Linked DNA regions of Mus musculus: region 2 is linked to region 1. A link is a contact called in public HiChIP or PLAC-seq data. All regions are on one chromosome and are shown on one strand. The core of a region is the stretch at or near the end of the contact, and the rest is flanking DNA. Distances in the headings are between cores, read along the strand shown.

Evidence for each region. HiChIP or PLAC-seq counts read pairs in DNA pulled down with a chosen protein or histone mark.
Region 2: an H3K4me3 HiChIP or PLAC-seq map of bone marrow-derived macrophages shows a contact between it and region 1, with 4 times the contacts expected there. The contact joins two enhancer-like sites. A contact is called at or near these places in 1 of 39 promoter capture datasets (cranial neural crest), 2 of 115 datasets of contacts at active chromatin or transcription factors (bone marrow-derived macrophages and microglia) and 1 of 9 other capture datasets (liver).

What each region holds. Positions count from the first base shown.
Region 1 is chr6:145,918,402-145,921,412 of GRCm38.p6, reverse strand. Gm32675 (a long non-coding RNA gene) reads right to left here. Exons shown (of 11, transcript XR_378155.4): 7 at 569-694; 8 at 70-192. Among named protein-coding and RNA genes, the nearest start is that of Gm32675, 5.6 kb to the right of the region's middle. Within about 2 kb of position 1,437, at least 5 of the 459 cell types and tissues checked have an H3K27ac peak or open chromatin away from gene starts, as enhancers often do. A contact at or near this core is called in bone marrow-derived macrophages, where this site is marked.
Region 2 is chr6:146,207,758-146,210,528 of GRCm38.p6, reverse strand. The region is part of intron 45 of Itpr2 (inositol 1,4,5-triphosphate receptor 2); the gene reads left to right. Among named protein-coding and RNA genes, the nearest start is that of Gm35596, 11 kb to the left of the region's middle. Within about 2 kb of position 1,323, at least 38 of the 459 cell types and tissues checked have an H3K27ac peak or open chromatin away from gene starts, as enhancers often do. A contact at or near this core is called in bone marrow-derived macrophages, where this site is marked.

The DNA of each region.
Region 1 (3,011 bases), core at 188-2,687:
TGGGGCAGAATGACTATTCAAAGCTGAACATCTTGGAGGGTTCTAAGTGTCTGGTGTCCCAATACATACCTGAGTGCTGGGAACCGTCCATCAACCAATCGCACATCCAAGACTCCATGCATCTCAGCTGGAATAATAAGCCACCAAGAGTAGAATTCTAGTGTCCAGCAATTCTCAGGGACTCCTCAGAGACTAAGTGAATCCCAACAGGAAGATGGAGACATGAAAACCACGTGCTACCTCCTGATGTAATTTTCTTTACATCTTCTCTCTTTGACCTTACCGCAACTCAGCATTCCTCAGCCACCAAACTTAGCTTTTCAAATGTTTAATTACTTACATCTGTCATGCATCTATCTCATAAGGAAGATTGCATACAAATACATAATGTACTTTGGGCAAACCCCCCTCCCTGCTCCTTCCTTGCTACATCCTGAAACTTTTGCTCTACCAACCTCTCTTCTTGTACTGGTACCACCTCAAGGTTATACTCAGCCAAGAGGCCTGTGAAATGTCACAGTAAGAAACTTAGACTTCATTCTTAAGGTAATAAAAACTATGCAAATACCTGAGAAGCAATCAAGGTATCTGGATTCGTATTGTGAAAATGTCATGAGTTACGGCCATGGGTCAGGAGGAGAAGAATGGAGGCAGGGACAATCATTGGGAGGCAACCATGGTGATCCAGCAGGAACTGATGGAGCAAATTGAACAGGAGAATTAGGGACATGGAAAGGGGAAATCATTCTTAAGTGTTTACCAGTTTAGGGGTGCTGTCTCCACCCCACAGGACTAGGTAGCTCTAGACCATGAAAACCAACTATTCATGGAGGAGAGACTACTATTAATCTGGATAAGCAGCTACTAGGACAGTAGCAGAAATTGAAGAATTTTGTTATTGTTTGTTTCACATTTACATGTGGTGTGCATGCTTGTATGCATGTTCACATGTGTTATTTCATGTGCACGTGCATATGTATGTCCACCCGTGATATGTGGAAGCCAGAGTATTCCTACACATCTTCCTCAGACACTTTCTGTACTGAGACAAGGTCTCTCTCCTGAAGCCCAGCTCTATAGAGTGTCTAGACAGAGGACTCCAGGAGTCCTCTGTGTTGGGGTTACCAACTGACTGACAAGCCCCCACAGCATTCACATGGGAGTTGGGGATTCGAACTCTGGTCCTCACTGTGCCAGCTCCCCAGCCCAGGGGAGGGAGTTTTGGTACTGACCATAGTGGGCAGATTTTGCATCTGTGTGCTGAGAAAAGGCCATGATCAGGTCTCAATTCCAGTTAGCATAGACTGCCTGACCAGCCTTACTTCATCTGCCTTACTCTGTGATGTCACGACAAGAAAACCTCTAAGACTGTCATCCAGCGTCTCTCCCTCATGCACTTGTGAGTCACAAAATCAGATGTTTTAGGAGATGTTCTAGGAACCATCCAAGACTGTGGCTCTTCCATCATATGACAAGCCACAGACTTAGAGGCTAAGTGAGGTCTTACATAACAATCATCCAGGCTGAGACATCTAAACAAAGCTGAGTGTATGGGGGCTTGTGGCTACAGTGGGAGACCACAGAGCTAAGCACACGCAGAGGGGGGTTTTAAGTGGAGAGAGAGAAGGAAGGAGAAAGAGAGACACAGAGAGAGAGAGACAGAGACACAGACAGAGACAGATAGGGAGAGACATAGAAACAGTGTGACACAGAGACAGACAGAGACCGACACACAGAGAGACAGAGAGAGAGACAGAAAAAAACAGAGACAGGGAGAGTGAGACAGAGAGAGACAGAACAACAGAGAGAGAGACAGAGAGAGATCAAAGAATTCCTAGATCTGAATTTTTTTCATCTGAGAAGTTAAAACTAAGTTTTATACTTACAATATAATATACTTACTAAGATTATTAGGATTTTAAAAAATCTTTAATTTCAAAAAGTAGATATTGGATTATTCGGATCTGGACTTTCCATTGTGGACTAACAGTTTGAGTAACCTGTCTCTTTAGAATGTACTTATTGAACTATTATTTTGGCACCAACTCAGCTTTTCTACACACCTGAGCACCTAGATAGACCAGTTGTAAATGTAATTTTTATGGTGTAGTGGTACATGCCTTTAGTCCCAGAGTTTAGGTGGCAGAGGCCAGGAGATCTCTGTGAATTTGAAGCCAGCCTGGTTCACACAGTGAGCTCTTGCTTCCCAAATTTAAAAACAGTTTTCAAATATAAAGAATGTTAAGTAAAAAAAAGTCCCATGAAGCATACAGACAAATAAGACTAAGTAGATAGTGAGAATCAAAAGAAGAAGGCTGGGGAAATATGTAATCTAAAATGATAAAAACCTATACCAAAAACATATAAGGAACTTTCACGTTCAAGAATTAAAAAAACAAGATCCAGTAAAAGTAGGCAAACTATTTGGACAGACTTCTCAGATGGACAGTCCACAGCTGAAACATGTTTTCTATCCTATTGTAGAGAAATGTCAATTAACTCTGCAATGGGAAGTCACTCTATGCATCAGAAAAGCTAACACTACAAAGATAGGGCGAGGGCTGGAGAGAAGGCTCAGTGGTCAGAGCTTGTACAAACATGAGGACCAGAGTTCAAATCCCCAGCTCCCACGTAAAAAGCTGGGTGTGACTAACCTCATCTACAACCTCTGTGCTGTTGGGAGAGGGAGTGAGGCTCGCTAGCTGCCACCACACTCCAGATCCAGTGGGGGGACCTGTTTCAAGGGAGTCAGGGAGATAGTGACAGAGTACTTGACATCCTCAGGCATACACATGCACACTTACACACATGCACACACACACACACACACACACACACTGCATCAAATGGCACATTTTATGTGTACGTCATTGATTGTCAGTCATCCTTCCAATAAATCTATCCACGGACAATCACAGGAAGATGTGGTCAGTGTTTTCAGCTTAAGCAGAACTGAAAGAACAATTAATATTTAACCAAGATAATATTTAGAGATCACTGTGTATGCAATG
Region 2 (2,771 bases), core at 74-2,573, 290 kb before region 1:
CTCTCTCTGGGTGGTCCTAACCCACACAAAGAGCGGCATACACTTTATGTTTCTAAATAGACATGAAAGGAAGATGTTAGAGGTTAGGTTTCTATTGCTGTTATAAAACATGACCATAAGCAACTTGTGGAGGAAAGGGTTCCTCTTGCTTACACTTCAACACCCCAGTCTTATCACTGAGGGAAGTCAGGGTGGGAACTCAAAGCAGGAACTCGGAGGCAGGAGCTAAAACAGAGATCATGGAGAAGTGCTGCTTATTGGCTTGTTTCACCTGGCTTGCTCAGCTTGCTTTTATATGTATCCCAGGACCACCTGCCTGGGGGTGCCACCACCCATAGTAGACTGTCCCCATCTCCCCACCAATCAGTAATTGAGAAATAAACCACAGACCCATCTAGTGGGGGCATTTCCTTAATTGAGGGTTCTAGCTTCCAAAATGACTTGATCTGGTATCAACTTGACATAAAACCACACAGGACTTAGGATTCCATGGTTGTAAGACTTGCCTATACCATGGACCGTGGGACCACTAACTATATAGCAGGGCAGGCAGGTGTATGTTACCCGGTGGGTCTGGAAGATGATCACGTCCTCCGTGAACCAAGACCGTGACTGAACCAAGCAGAAACGAAGCAGGAGGGAAGATCTAGGGGTGAAGGCACAGGACAAAGGGGTGTCTAGCACGGGCCACAGATGTTTCTTGCTTGTGCCTGATATGGACTTGAGAAACATTTGGAAGCAAACGGGATTCTCAGATGGAGTTAGCTCAAGTTCCCTGATTCTGTCTGCTGAGACTCGGGTTGGGTGCATCTCCATGTCACCCTTGACCATTCACCCAGGGTCTCTTTACTCAAGCTGTCTCAAACCACAGTTTTTAAAAACATGTCTCTGACCTTCTGCCCATCTCAGCTTCCTTCTCTTGGTGTCTGATAGGCCAATCACCTGACCATACACAACTTTCCACTCTTTTCCTTCCTCCCTTCTGTGTGGTTCCCCCTCTTTGCTGTCACCCCAACCTGACAGCTGCTTACTTTCTCTCTGTCCGCACCTTCCTCTTCTCAGAAGTTAAAGAAATTGGCCTCCACCTATCAAGCAGATATTTATCTCCTAAAAAACAAACAAGTAAGCAAAAGTCTCACAATGAAAGAGATGAAGGAAAGAAGCCCGTGTCTGTCTCCTTCTGTCTGCATACTCCTTAGCATGATAAAGTACTATAAGACTCTGCAGCTTTGGACAATGGTTGGACACCAGGCAGTGGGGTGGGCGGCATCTGACCCAGAGCACGTGCCAGTCTTACTAAGGGTTTTAGTCTTCTGCTTGGCCCTTCCCAGCTTCTCCTCCGGGACCTGACATTTTCATTTCCTGTCGGCAGTAAACCCTGTGTGCTGAGGAGGAAGGGAAACTGTGACTTGTTCTGAAGTCCCCCCTCCCTGTCCTCCACACCCCAGACTCTTTCCGTTGCTAGCTACTTTACCAACTGGAATGTGCTAGGGAAAGTGAGGATGAGGCTTGGCCAGCTCCTAGGGAAAGAGTTGGCTATGGGTAGATGACGTTTTCTGAGCTGGAGGTAGGAAAGCAGGGGAGTGGAATAGAGCAATGAGCTTGGCCCTAGCCCATGGGTGCTTGGGAATCAATGTGACATTAAGATAAAGCAATGTAAGGGTCCAGCTGCGAGCTTCATTCCTGGGAAGAGAAGCTAGGCTTGAACATCAAGGTATACAGATGTATGTATAGATGGTGTTTGAAGTTGTGCTATAGATGAGATTTCCGAGGAAGCAACTGGAACAAAGGGAGTAAGCCAAGAGAAAAACCTAGAGAGATTTCAAATATTAAAGAGGGTTAAGGGGACAAGAGAAAAGAATCCCTCAGGAATGGCTGGAAATGAGAGAACTGGATAAAGACAGGGTAGTGAGACTCAGCAAGAAGGCCAGACAATCGGCCTCAAGTACTCCGAGAGGAGGTGCACCTCTATGTAGCTATCCCGTGATGAGCAATCTGTTTTTCTGGCTGGCATCCAAACTGGACCCTAATGAGCAGAGGAGCTGAGAGGTCACACCGGTGACAAAGGACACCAGAGACTCAGGGAAGCAGCCATCCGAAGCAGTTTAACCTGTCGAACCCCACTTTAAGCAGAGTGAAAGAAGAATCTCAGATCTAAGTCGTCATTACCAATCAAGTCCTTGTCCCCTACCTCTACCCCCTGCCCCTCACCCCTGCCATGTCTGGGGGTCAAGGTGACTGGTGCTCATCATTCTGAGCATCTCCCAGCCGCTCTTCAGAAAGTGTGTGTGTGTGTGTGTGTGTGTGTGTGTGTGTGTGTGTGTGTGTGTGTGTTTGTGTGTTATCCTGTTTAAAATATCCACATGCCAGGGTTCTTTGAACTCTTCTTACTGGTGTTCTCTTAGGCCAGTGGCATTGCTTCCCAGGGTCCTGTGTGCAAGAGCAGATCTCTGTCCTTGCCAAGGGCTTGTCTCAGTGAGTCCTCACTCTGTGTGACCCTCCGTGGCTCTCATCTGTGAGGCACGCTTTGGACCCTGGTGACAGTGTTAATTAAATGTCTATGGACTTGGGAGTCACAGCGAGGCCCTTTGCGCAAATGTTTGAGACAAAGCTGGAGGGATAGAAACATGACCATCCAGGAACTCATTAGAGAATGGAAGGGCTCAGACTCACCCAGGGGTTCACATGCTAAGTGGGCGAGGCAAGAGAACCTGCAAATGACCTCCAGAAGGAGTAAAGAAATCTGTCTGCTCAGCTTTCACAGTGCGCAG